Regions from separate parts of the Mus musculus genome. Here all the other regions are linked to region 1. Evidence: chromatin contacts called from public Hi-C and HiChIP or PLAC-seq data. All regions are on one chromosome and are shown on one strand. Each heading gives the region's core, a stretch centred on a gene start, on an enhancer-like site or on the middle of the called end of the contact. The rest is flanking DNA. Distances are from core to core; before and after follow the strand shown. Region 1 holds the start of Ell2 (elongation factor for RNA polymerase II 2). Region 2 holds the start of Pcsk1 (proprotein convertase subtilisin/kexin type 1). Region 3 has its middle 15 kb from the start of Cast.

Region 1 (4,025 bases), core at 297-2,796:
AATGAATGTCTCGATTTTTAAAACAAAAAGGGATATCTTCTTTTTTTTTTTTTTTTTTGGTTTTTCGAGACAGGGTTTCTCTGTATAGCTCTGGCTGTCCTGGAACTCACTTTGTAGACTAGGCTGGCCTTGAACTCAGAAATCTGCCTGCCTCTGCCTCCCGAGTGCTGGGATTAAAGGCATGTGCCACCACGCCCGGCCAAAAAGGGATATTTGTACAGAGTGCCTATCCCTGCTTTTAAATCTTTCACTTGTTTGTTTGTTTGTTTAGTTTTTGCTCTTGTTTTCTGAGACAGGGCTTGGTTTGAAGCCCAGGCGGGCCTAGAACCTACCTTCCACAGTCAATCTCCCAGCCTCAACTTGGCAATTGTTTGCTTTTTGTCTTGTGTTTCTGATCAGCCAATTAATTGACCTTCTCAGGGGAAACCTATCTAGTCTATCCGCACACAGCTTAAAGAGGATTGCTGTAGGCACCCTCCTTTAGCCATGCCCACACACAGTGTAAACTGAAGTGGAAACTAAGCCAAGCCTCCTTACACTTTGGCCTCTACCTCCTCCATTTAAACTCAGTAAGACCTCCTAGCCTAAATAAAACCAATGAAAGACACAGATCTCAAAGAAGACTCAGAGAATGGGTGGTATCATTGTTTCTTTTTACCTACCTCAAGGTCAGTTATACTCTTCAAGGGCCTTTGAAAGAAGAAACCCCGAACAGTATGGTTTCCCCATGACCCATAAAAAGGCATAACCCTGATCATATGATGAGCTCCAGTGCATATTCTATTCCTTTGAAGTCACATACATGTATGAGTTGATTTTGAAAGACTCTAAGGTCCAACTCTATTTATTGTATCATGACCACCACTCAAAACACATTTAATGCACTGGTATAATTTTGTGCTTAAGTTTTCCACACAGTCTCACACAACTACTGAAGACTACAGCTGACTTGGTAATTTCAAGTCTGGAATTAAAAATAAACAAACAAACAAACAAACAAACAAATAAATAAACCTTTGTGCCACCCCAGTACTGAACTTCCTTTTAAGGAAAAGCTCTCTTGAGACAGCCTACGGTGTCTGCACCACAGAGCATATCAAGACCCAAAGCTTGTGCAGCTGTCAGGAAACAAAATCCGTACTTGGTCATCTGTCCTGCCTTCACCCCTACCGAATGGGGATCTTCACTTCGTACCGCAAGAACAGGTTGACCTATGTGTTCGGTCCACTATTACCTCTCAAGGGGCGGGGCTCCGACTTAGGCTCACTTGGTAACCTTGACACCCAATTAGCAGGGTTCTGCCCCAAATCGGTCCAGCCAATCGCCGCAGGAGAGCCAAGACGAGACATGACGTCAGATAAGATTAACTCGACGCGTCACCCCGACGTCAACCTCTCCTCTGTCGGACGTCCCGTCCTGAGAGCAAAACTCCTGCGACTTTGGGCCCCGCCCCCTTGAGGTGAAGAGCAGCCAATGAGGGAGGCTCTGTGGGGATTCAGACCAATGAACAGAGTCCAGGGCGGGGTGCGGGCTCGAGGGTGGGGCGGCCCGCAGCTGTGGAAGCCCGAGGTCTAGCTGCGCGCAGTATATGACAGTACGTCAGCAGCGGGATGGCCGTAGCTGTGGCGGCGGCTGCAGGAGCCCGAGCAGCCGCGGCCGCAGTGGAGGCTGGAGCCCGAGCGGCGTCCGCGGTGGCACCCCGGGGAGTTTAAGATGGCGGCGGGGGGGGCTGCGGGACTGCGGGAGGAGCAGCGGTACGGGCTGGCGTGCGGGCGGCTGGGGCAGGACAACATCACCGTGCTGCATGTGAAGCTCACCGAGACGGCGATCCGGGCGCTGGAGACTTACCAGAGCCACAAGGTGAGCGGCCGGCCGGGCAGCGCTCGGGGAGGCGGCGGCCACTGATCTTTCTGCCGGGCGCCTGGCGCCGCGCCGGTGGGGCGCTGGCTCCCGCTGCTGCCTCCGCACCCGCCGAAGGGAACGAGGCCAGCCGCGGGCGCCGACGCCGCGGTCCGGGGCCTCTGGATCGAGGGCGCGGGCGGGCGGCCCCTTGTGGCGGGGTCGGCCTGGCCGGGGCTGCGCGGCCGCTGCGGGACTTTCCGACAGCCGCCCGCGGGGTTTCTGGCTTGTTTGGTCCGGAGGAGGAACCGGGTCCTTTGGGAGAGAAGTGTGGCGATCGCCTTACCCTCGGAGGGGGCGCACGGAGCTACCAGTAAAGAAGCGAGGGTCGGAGGCCGCGAGCGGTCAGAGTTTTCTGGGAAACGCGGAGGGATGGCTGAGTCGCTGAGCGAGGGGCAGCGGCACTCCGTGGGGGTGAAGACATAACTAGTACTCTCAGGGACTCGGAGACACTGGCACCCCTATTGCAGGCGAGAGTGTACATGGTGTACTCGGGAAGGCCGGGACACTGGCGCTGCGAGGAGGGGGAGGGGGACACACCTTGCACTCTCGGGGACTCGGGGACTCCAGCTCTGTGGGTTGGGTTCCCGGAGACACACCGCATACCGAGTGGCCGCAAACCGACACCTCATCTCCGGGAGAGACACCAGAAGACTCAAAATCAACTAGAGCCTGAAACAAGACGGCCGGGTCTGGGGAAAGGAATTCTCAGAAGCTCCGCGTAGCCGAAAGGCGCTCCGCGTCCTGTGCTGGCTCGCTGTCTGTTGGCGAGGAGCGAGCCCGAAGGTTGTGGGGAGACAGACGGCTGACTGGATGAGATTCTGCTCTTTTCCTGGGCCCCAGAGAGAGAAACCTGTGGTCTCCGCCTCATCCCATACTCTGAGCGCTTGACTCCACTAGAGGAAGAGGCTCCAAGGCACATACCCTGTAGCTGGAGTCCAAACCCAGGAACTTTCGCACAGAAAGGCACCGTAATGACAATTTAACCAGATGGGGGTATAAGGAAGCCGATTATGGGCATGTAAAAGGGGGTGGGGGAGTAGGGAGACGAAAGTGGACATGTTGTCGAAGGGAAAGACTATACCATATGGAAGAGCCAGGGGCATTTTGTTCAGAGAAAAGAAACAAACAGCTACACCCCACAGGATTTTCTAACAAGAAGTTCAGTGCCTACTAAAGAATATATTCCAATATGTCTCATAAAACAGGCACAGAGGGACTCGGACCTCACATACTTAGATAAAAGTGGAAAAAGAACTAACATCTGTTGAGCTCCTACTAGTGCCAGGCACTTTAAATGCATACAGAGAAAAATAGTCTTAGGCAGAGCCATCGTGAGAAGCAGAAACCTGGGCCAGCAGAGCTTCCAGAAGCTCCCACACACATGCACACACAGAGAGAACATAAACAGTTGTGTACATCTTGGGAGTATATGAGTTCACCTGACAGAAAAGGAAAGATCCAGATCATATGCTCTCAGAGGCTCCCAAAGAATTGATTGGGCACGTGTTATGCACAGAGAAGCATATGGTGGAAAGTAATGACACGTTTTGTGGAGATTAAGGGGAAGCCAACAGGGAGGAGTGCAAGTATATGGAGAAACAGACCTTCCACCCAGGGAGAAGACCTCAAATAAGGCTTGGAGAGCAGTGTAGAGCCACCAATAAAGACACAAAGATCCAAATAGCAAAACTGAATGTGCTAGTAGCTACTCTCCAGACAGGTTCACAAGCAAGAAAGAGGCCAGTACCAGCATGAAGTGGGAGGCCCATCTGGGGAAAGCCAGGCAGGAAGGCAGGGGGGCCAAGGCTGACAGAGAAACTCAGCCCTGCAAGATGGAGAGATAAGGTTGTGGGTTCCAGGGGCATAGGAAGCAATGACAGTGGGAAGAAGTGAGGTAAGGGGACATAAGGAGAGGAAGAAGAGGAGCCAAGCCCCCAATTAAAAGACAACAGAACAGACCTGGGGATATGGAAAGGCTGAGGCTGAGTTAGAGTGGTGTAGAAAGTTAACTCTGAGGGTTCGGGGCGGGGATGGGGATCACCCCCTTTAGGAAACAAAAGGCAAACTGTACAGTTAAACAGGGATATTTCACCATACACTGGTTCAGGGAATTGGTGAAGAGG
Region 2 (4,273 bases), core at 1,187-3,686, 620 kb before region 1:
CTTCCATAAATTCTATACACCAAGTATTCAGATTTACTCCAGTCTGTCCCAATGTGCCACATAGATATTATTTTCTAGGTTGAGAAACCCACTAATGAAATGTTGCTTCTACTACATATCCTATTCCAAAACACCTTCTGCTTTAATTACAGAATCAACATGTAGTAGTTTTTACCCATAGAAAACATTTAAATTGACACAATATTGGGAAATATTAAACTAAGTTATTTCATTGACATCTATTTTTATTTATAAATAACATTGTGTTTTGCTACCCAGGCTGTACTGAAGCCATCCTCCTCCCTCAACATTCTTAATTATTTCCGAACACCTTGGAAGAGTATTATTCCAAGTCTGGAAATGTTCTTTTTGGTTGTTCAATTTGTAGTAAACAAATTGCATATTATTTCAGGCTGCATATTTAATTTTATAGAAGCATACGTTTTTATAAATTTGCTTTCTAAGGTCAAACAGATGTCATGACCATAGGAACTTATTCTTTCTTTAACACTAACCTTGCACTTATTTCTTTTCCAAACATCCGATAAGTCATTAACTGAATCACTGGGCGTTGGGAGCAGTCATGGTGAGCATTCCATAATAGAAACATGGTTCTGTTCAATATCTGAATTATTCCCTTCTCTATAAAAACTAGTAAGATCACAATGCTACTGAAAAAAATTTAAGTGCTAGAGTGTAGATCCCAGCATCCTGAAAAACAACAAACAAACAAACAAACAAAAAACTAGGTCCGGTTTAATCTCAGGGCTATGAAGGACAGAAACAGGGGATCACTGAGGCTTGCTGAATGACAGCCTAGCCCAGGTTCAGTGAGAGACCTTGTCTCAAGGGAAATAAGGCAAAAAGTGATAGAGTAGGACACCCAACATTGTGTTCTGGCTACATACAGTATACACAAACACACGTGTCCGCGCCCCCCCCCCCCCCACATACCCTACTGAACCCTTCATCAAGTCTTGCCTCGTTTTCATATAGTGGAGACCATCTCTTGCTTCTTTTCTCTGTTTGTTGTAGTCCCCTTTCCCTGTAGTCTTCCTTTTCTTGCTTTATGCCATGCACCCTCCCCCATCCTCCACTCCCACTCCCTTTAGGAGGTTAAATAATCTTTTTCAGAAAAAAAAAATACACCTCTCAATTTCTTTTCCTTGCCAAGTAGGCCCGGTGAACAAGATGCACATAGTAACCATCATGACCCTCATCAGACTTCCACTAAGGCTTCCTAGTTTGCTGTTCAAAGGAGGGAAAGACCCAGGTCAAACAGAAAGCTGCTGAGAGCTGGCCAGGGCAGCAGCGCCCTTTCTGCTCAGAAGGCTTTCATAGAGGCACTGAGATTATCGCTGTCCACACATCGGTGCTGAATATTAAAGGCTGGGGTTTGCTCTCCTCTGTTCAATCCCTCCAGTTAGAGTCCATCAAGGCAGTATGATTGCTGTTTCGAAGGTGGGCATAGGGACGTTCTCTTATTCTCCCTCTAAGGGCAATCTGTATTCCACAAAGATTCTTGCTGTATTTTATGTGAAAGTACCAGCACAGCTTCAAGTCAGTGCCAAAGTTAAAATCTCCAGTGAGGGAAAAATAGAAAGTTCTGGGTTAATGAAACTTGCCACCTCCCTCACTGAGTCGATATGAAAGTCTTTGGGGCTCTGAACCTCCTCGTTGAAAATTTAAAACATGTTTCTATGTTAAAAACTCATGTTGCTAATCAATCAGTCTTCCTTTTCTCCTTTTTAATGTAAACACTGTAATGATGGTGGCCCTGGGCTCCAAATGATCTGGGGTCGAATTTTAGAAACTGCTTTAGTAGGGGTCAGAAGCAAGAGAGGAGGAATTACGAGTGATTTAAAACGCACTATAAAAATGTTGTTTCAACACTGTGTAGAGGAAGTGCTTATTTCCTTACAGGATTTGAAACAATGCATCAGGTAGCTTCGCTCCTCTGCTCCCAGCCTCTGAAAGATCAAAACACGAGTCCTAGATTGTGTCTGTTTTATAACAAATGCTGATACTCAAGAACCATTATAAGAATTCTATCATCACCAGGCACATTCATAGGAGATATAAGGTAAGATAGAGAAAATAGATGGAAGGCGGGGGTGGGAGGTAGGGAGTGAGGGGTAATTGTTGTGCTTCCTGCCTTGGGATCTTGGTAGTTATATTCAAATGAGGCGGTTCTCTTTGAAGAATGGAGATGTTTCTCACAGCTACAGTATTTATGAACAGGCAGCAGAACTGACCGATCCCACCAGTTTCTTTTCCTTTTCTTAATCCTTCCCTGCCTATTTTAGTCACTTCTCCACCCCGCCGGGAATACCATCCAGTTCTCAGTCCAGGTAGATCTGACGTCAAGAGATGGCTTTCGTCGATTTGACGTGTAAACACTCATTTCTATTCTGGTTGGTAAGGCTGGGGCTCCACTCAGTCGGGAGACTGAAGCACTTTAGTGAGCGCTCGCTCTCGCCGCCCAGCCTCTCCCAGTGAGCCTCTAGCTCTAGTAGAGCAACCCAGAGCCAGGAGAGGTTTTAAGCTGCTGGGTGGAAAGGTCGAGTCTAGCTGGTGTGTCTCTGATCTTGCTTCTTTTCTCCCAGCCCTTCCTACTTGTGTGAGAACAAGGTTTTGAGCCATGGAGCAAAGAGGTTGGACTCTGCAGTGTACTGCTTTCGCCTTCTTTTGCGTTTGGTGTGCACTAAACAGTGTAAAAGCAAAGAGGCAGTTTGTTAATGAATGGGCGGCGGAGATCCCCGGAGGGCAAGAAGCTGCCTCTGCCATCGCCGAAGAACTGGGGTATGACCTTTTGGGTCAGGTAAGAGTTTCCACTTTCGAAAAACTTTCTGGGGCTTAAGGACTCTGGTAGGGCTAAAGTGAAGTGGGAGCCGCTTGCGCTACCCGGCGCCCAGTGTCGCAAGCAGCTCGGAGAATCCTCCCCCTGCTCGCGCTTTTAGAGGAGAAATGCTTGCATTATTTACTGTTTGGGCTGGGCGCCGCTAAACAAGAGGAAGCTGCTCAGCCGACACTGTTCTCTCTGTTGTTGGCTCTAGACTTGAAATCCTCTTCCTCGAGGTTTGGAAAATGAAATAAAAAGCCTTTTACGTTTGTTCGGGGAACTTGAAGGTGCACAGGGGCTCTCGTCTATCTTGGGAAAGGAAGTGAGCTCGGTCCCCTGGGACACAGGAGGCTTGCGGCCAGAGCTGACGCTTTCCTTCTTTTTCAATATGGCAGCACCAGCTCCCAGTACTGAAAACAGGGGACAGGCAGGCTTGAAGATTCCTGAGTGTAAGGGCGCGCCCAGCTGCTGGTACTAGTGACTCCCCAGTCAGGTGATGGTGGTGGTAGTTCAGAATCTGTAGGGGAAACTGGAAGGGGATTAGGTAGGGGAAAAAGTCCGAGCATCGCCAGTGGGGGAGTTCAGGATTTTCCCTGATAACTTGTGAAGTCTGAGCTTCCTAACTTTGCATGGCCAGTGTCTTAGCATGGTCTGGTTGCAGAAATGACTGTGGGGAAAGGATCTCTTTCTGTCTTGTACCTCGGCCGTGTGCACAAACATTTCCTGGGGTTTTCGGGTTATGAGATAAACTGATATTTGTCCAAGTGTATGCTGAATTAACAGACAGGTGGGGAGGGGTGCGCAGAAGCATTAAGTTGGAGTCTGCTTGGCAGAGCAGTCCCAAAAGAGAATCACAGAGGGTGTGATTTCTAATCTGAGCATTTCTTTCCCTTGAAATGGAGTCAAACCCCTCACCATTGCCAGGGAAATTGTCCACAGTTAAGGGGGGAGAGGAGGGAGTAACGAGTTGTAAAACATTTTGGCGCGTTTTCTATTCTGGAGGTGGTGATTGAGACTCTGAAGTCACAGATGAGTAATCGGCGTAGGCAGTGTCTATTTCATACATCAAATCCACTAGGAAATATTCCTTCTCTAGCCAGAGGCTTCATTCTCTAACTTTGTGAGCTAAATGGTCCTGAAAGACCCAGCATGAAACTCAATAAAATTCCCAGAGCCTTTCTGAACAGTTCCAGGCTGTGCCTTAGGGACTGAAGACTAAAAGGAGGATAAGACATGCTAAGGACAATGGACCTGAATGCAATTTGTGTGAGAGATGTTGTAGTTGGTGGTTTAATTCAGCATGTTTTTTGATAGAAGGGGGAAAGGTAGAAGGGAATTTGGGGGGGGGGCATGAAAAAAAGCTACGGAAAATATCTACTACACAGGAGTTGAGTAAAGTCTGAGGCTGCCAGAAGAACATGGTGAGTAAGA
Region 3 (4,184 bases), core at 34-2,533, 890 kb before region 1:
TGAAGATTAGATTTGTTTTATGAAACTTTATGGTGTACTTATTTGAACAAATTATAAGGATTTGCTGCAGGATAGAATCTTTTTTCTTCATGAGGACAATGTAAGAGAAAAGTTAGAACAATCTATCAAGAACTGATTTGCATACTTTATATGTATTTTGGTTATTCTCTGAATGTGTTGGCGCTTTTAGTTCTTAAGTAACTAGCTCAAACGAAAACCAGGAAGATTATTTCAGAGCTATAAAACGCTTCTCACAATCAATGGCTTCTGAGTGCAACTGGCCTTCCATAAAGCAGTGTGGCACAGCAGAGGGCTGTGAGAATGCTTAAGTGCTCCATTCCCACTCCCTTCCCTTTCCTTGGAGGCCTGATGGTTCTTGTTGTAGAGGCTGGGTTCCTGGTCTTCAGTTCCTATAATGAAGCCCAGGTCTGGCTTCCTGCCACAGTTCCTGCCACCTGGAGATGTTTTTCTTTATCTAGTTTTCACTACCCATTGTAGAAAGTAGACCTGTTTGGGTGAGTTCAAAGCAAATGTAAGTTGGGGAAGGAATAGGATGGTGGACAGCTGATTGTCCACTCCAAAATAAATAAATAAATAAATAAATAAATAAATAAATATAAATTAATAAGGAAGGATCTGAGTGAAATTAAGCAGAAATTCAAAATGGTGTCTGTGCAGGCCCATTGTCATCTCTAGAAATTAATGGATATAATACGTTTGTTTTGAATTTGTTCACTTTTATACTTACACATTTATAAAATACATTTTTATTATTATTAAATTGACTTAAAAAAATCAAGATTATTCATGTGACCAAACTGTCTTTGTCTAAAGTGACACTTTTTTCTTAATAAAAAGAACTGTGACATGTAGGCCATTAGAAAGCCTCTCTTCAGCACGTTGTCTTCATGTAATTGTCTTCATGTAGTAATCTGAACCTGACACAGAAAGGAAAAGAAGAAAAAAAAGCAAACCCAAGGACACAGGATAAAAGTCAATGATTGCACACTTGCCTAGCATGTACAAGGTTCTAACCCAGTATCCCAAACAACAATATTTTTTAATAATTTTAAATAAAATAAGTAAAAACTTATACATGTAATATGAAATGATTTGCAAGAAGAATACAGACTACTATAAACACGAGAGAGAAGTGCCATTTGGCAGACACTGAAACACAGTTTTACTCATGATGATTTTATTTTCTGAGTCAGGTCTAACCAGATCTTCTACAGTGCTGTGTTTGGGTGTGGTGTTGGAAGTCTGTGGTGAGTCACACTGATGATCAACCACGGGATTTTTTTCTCTCTCTCTTTACAATGGAGGAATGTGGTTTGTTGAGCATATCACCCACTCTGAAGGCCTTCTGGATATTCTCCAAACAGGCTTGTGTTGGTGTGTGCATGCAATTCCAGCCCTTGGGAGACCGGGAAGATGGAGTTTGAAGTCAGTCTAAGATGCATGAGGGAAATCTGTAAGGAAAAAAAAAAAGCAGGGGGCGGGGGGGGGGGGAGGGAAGAGGAGGGAAGGAGGGACAGGAAGAAGGGGAGAAGATGAGGAGGAAAAGGAAGGGAAGTGGAAGGGAGAGGAAAGGAAGAAGTCTTTGAAAGAAGAAATGAAGGCCAGACACATATAAATATATATACATATATACATATATATGCATACACACACATACACACATATATATATACACCCATATATATAAAATTGAATTTTTGTTGGCAATAGACATATAAAAATTCAGATTATATATGTATGCACATATACAAATATGTATAATATAAATTTTCCTATAATTAATTATGAAAATAGAGAGAGACTTAGATTTAGATTATTTATTTATTTTATATGTGTGAGTGTGTTGCCAGCATCTATGTCTGTGCACTACATGCATACCTGGTACCCAAGGAGGTCAGAACAAGACATTATATGACATGAAGCTGGAGTCATGGATGGTTGTGAAACACCATGTGGGTGCTAGACATTGAACCCAGGTCCTTCCTCTCAGAGAGTAACAATTGCCTTTAATCATTGAGATACCTTTCTAGCCCCAAGATGACAACTTTGTTTTCAGTAGGAGGTAATGAACTGGATATAGATATTAGAAAAAAAAGAAACTATTAATTTTATTTCTGTCATAAAATGATTTGTATGAGTTAATTTCTATGAATCACTTTGACCAAAGAAATTCATCTAATTTTCTTTCTTCCTTCCTTCCTTCCTTCCTTTCTTCCTTCCTTCCTTCCTTCCTTTCTTTCTTTCTTTCTTTCTTTCTTTCTTTCTTTCTTTCTTTCTTTCTTAAACGCGTTGTGACGGCGAATGTGGGGGCGGCTCCCAACATTTCTTTCTTTCTTTCTTTCCTTCCTTCCTTCCTTCCTTCCTTCCTTCCTTCCTTCCTTCCTTCCTTCCTCCTTTCTTTCTTTCTTTCTTTCTTTCTTTCTTTCTTTCTTTCTTTCTTTCTTTCTTTCTTTCTTTCTTTCTTTCTTTCTTTCTTTCTTTCCTCCTCCTCCTCTTTCTTCTTTTCTTCTTCTTCCTTCTTCCTTCTTCCTTCTTTCTTCCTTCTTCCTCCTGCTCCTCCTCCTTCCTTCTCCTCCTCCTTCCTTCTCCTCCTCCTTCCCCTCCCCCTCCCCCTCCTCCCCCTCCTCCTCCTCCTCCTCCTCCTCCTCCTTCTTCTTCTTCTTCTTCTTCTTCTTCTTCTTCATATTATTATTAAATCTTTTTTGACAGTTCAGTCATTATCTCCCTCCTGTTCTGCCCTTTTGCTGTTCCTCATCACATTCCTACTCTCTTCTCTCCAAAACAATGTCCCTACTCCGTTACCCCACCAGGCCTCTCCACTTCCTGGGGCCTCAAGTCTCTTAAAAGTTAGGCGTTTCTTCTCTCACAGAGGCCTTGCCAGGCAGTCCTCTGCTGTATATGTGTCAGGGACCTCATATCAGCTGGTGCATGCTGCCTGGTTGGTGGCTCCTGCTGGGAGATCTCAGGGGTCTGGGGTAGTTGAGACTGCTGGTCTTCCTATGGGGTTGCCCTCCTCAACTTCTTCCAGCTTTTCCCTAATTCAGCCACAGGGTGTCTCCAACTTCAGTTCATTGGTTGGTTGTAAGTGTCTGCATCTGACTCATTCAACTGCTTGTAGGGTCTTTCATGATAGGATCCTTTCTGCATTCCATAGTCTCAGTAATAATGTCAGGCCTTGGGGCCTCCCCTAGAGTTAGATCTCACTTTGGGTCTGTCATTGGACCTCCTTTTCCTTAGGGACCTTTCCATTTTTGTCCCTGCTGTTCTTCTAGACAAGAACAATTCTGGGTTAGAGTGTTTGACTGTGAGATGGCAACTCCATCCTTCACTTGATGCCCTATCTTTCTGCTGGAGGTGGACTCTACAAGTTTTCTCTCTCCACTATAGGGCGTTTCATCTAAGGTCCTTCTTTTTGAGTTCTGAGAGTCTCTTACCTCCCAGGTATCTGGTATATTCTAGAGGGTTCCCTCATCTCCTACCTCTCAAGGTTGCCTGTTTCCATTTTTTCTGCTGGCCCCTACAATACCTTCTCATGTTCCCCCTCTTCCTCCCCTGTCCTCTTTACCACCCAGGACTCTTGTTCTGTCTCCCCTCCTGTGATTGTTTTCTTCTTCCTCCCAAGTGGGATTGAGGCATCCTCACTTGTATCCTTGGGCTTGTTAACCTTGAGTTCTGTGGATTGTATCCTGGGTATTCTGCACTTTTTTGGCTAATATCCACTTATTACTGAGTACATAACATGCATGTCCTTTTGGGGCTGAGTGACCTCACTAAGGATGATATTTTCTAGTTCATTTGCCTCCAAAATGCATGAAGTCATCATTCTAAATAACTGAGTAGTATTCCATTGTGTAAATAAACCACATTTTCCTGTATCCATTCTTTTCATTTACTGATTGGGTTGTTTGGGTTTTTTGGTGGTTAGCCTTTTGAGTTCTTTATACATTTTGAATATTAGCCCTCTATTGGATGTGGAGTTAGTGAAGATTTTTTTCCCCAATCTGTAGGTTACTGATTTGTCCAAGAAATTCATCTAGATTTTTAAAAATTGGAATCAAGATGTTTGCTATGGAAAGAATTAAAATTTGTGTATGAAAAATTAGCCTAATGCAAAGGTCTACAGAGTGGAAAAAGGACAGGAACCACAGGACAGCAACCAATGC

What was found. A called contact is a pair of places that touch in the nucleus more often than the background predicts. HiChIP or PLAC-seq counts read pairs in DNA pulled down with a chosen protein or histone mark.
Region 2: a contact with region 1 is called in a Hi-C map of cerebral cortex, with 3 times the contacts expected there. The contact joins the promoter of Pcsk1 here to the promoter of Ell2 in region 1. A contact is called at or near these places in 4 of 39 promoter capture datasets (the C10 cell line, cranial neural crest, hippocampal neurons and 1 more), 1 of 484 Hi-C or Micro-C datasets (cerebral cortex) and 1 of 115 datasets of contacts at active chromatin or transcription factors (bone marrow-derived macrophages).
Region 3: a contact with region 1 is called in an H3K4me3 HiChIP or PLAC-seq map of bone marrow-derived macrophages, with 4 times the contacts expected there. The contact joins the enhancer-like site here to the promoter of Ell2 in region 1. A contact is called at or near these places in 2 of 39 promoter capture datasets (hippocampal neurons and liver), 1 of 115 datasets of contacts at active chromatin or transcription factors (bone marrow-derived macrophages) and 1 of 9 other capture datasets (liver).

Annotation. Positions count from the first base shown.
Region 1 is chr13:75,705,938-75,709,962 of GRCm38.p6, forward strand. It overlaps Ell2 (elongation factor for RNA polymerase II 2), which reads left to right and starts at 1,547. Exons shown (of 12, transcript NM_138953.2): 1 at 1,547-1,860. The coding sequence starts at 1,714. It overlaps 1700037F03Rik (a long non-coding RNA gene), which reads right to left and starts at 1,220. Exons shown (of 3, transcript XR_873683.1): 1 at 1,142-1,220.
Region 2 is chr13:75,087,421-75,091,693 of GRCm38.p6, forward strand. It overlaps Pcsk1 (proprotein convertase subtilisin/kexin type 1), which reads left to right and starts at 2,437. Exons shown (of 14, transcript NM_013628.3): 1 at 2,437-2,821. The coding sequence starts at 2,642.
Region 3 is chr13:74,821,013-74,825,196 of GRCm38.p6, forward strand. No RefSeq gene overlaps it. Among named protein-coding and RNA genes, the nearest start is that of Cast, 15 kb to the left of the region's middle. Within about 2 kb of position 1,284, at least 46 of the 459 cell types and tissues checked have an H3K27ac peak or open chromatin away from gene starts, as enhancers often do. A contact at or near this core is called in bone marrow-derived macrophages, where this site is marked.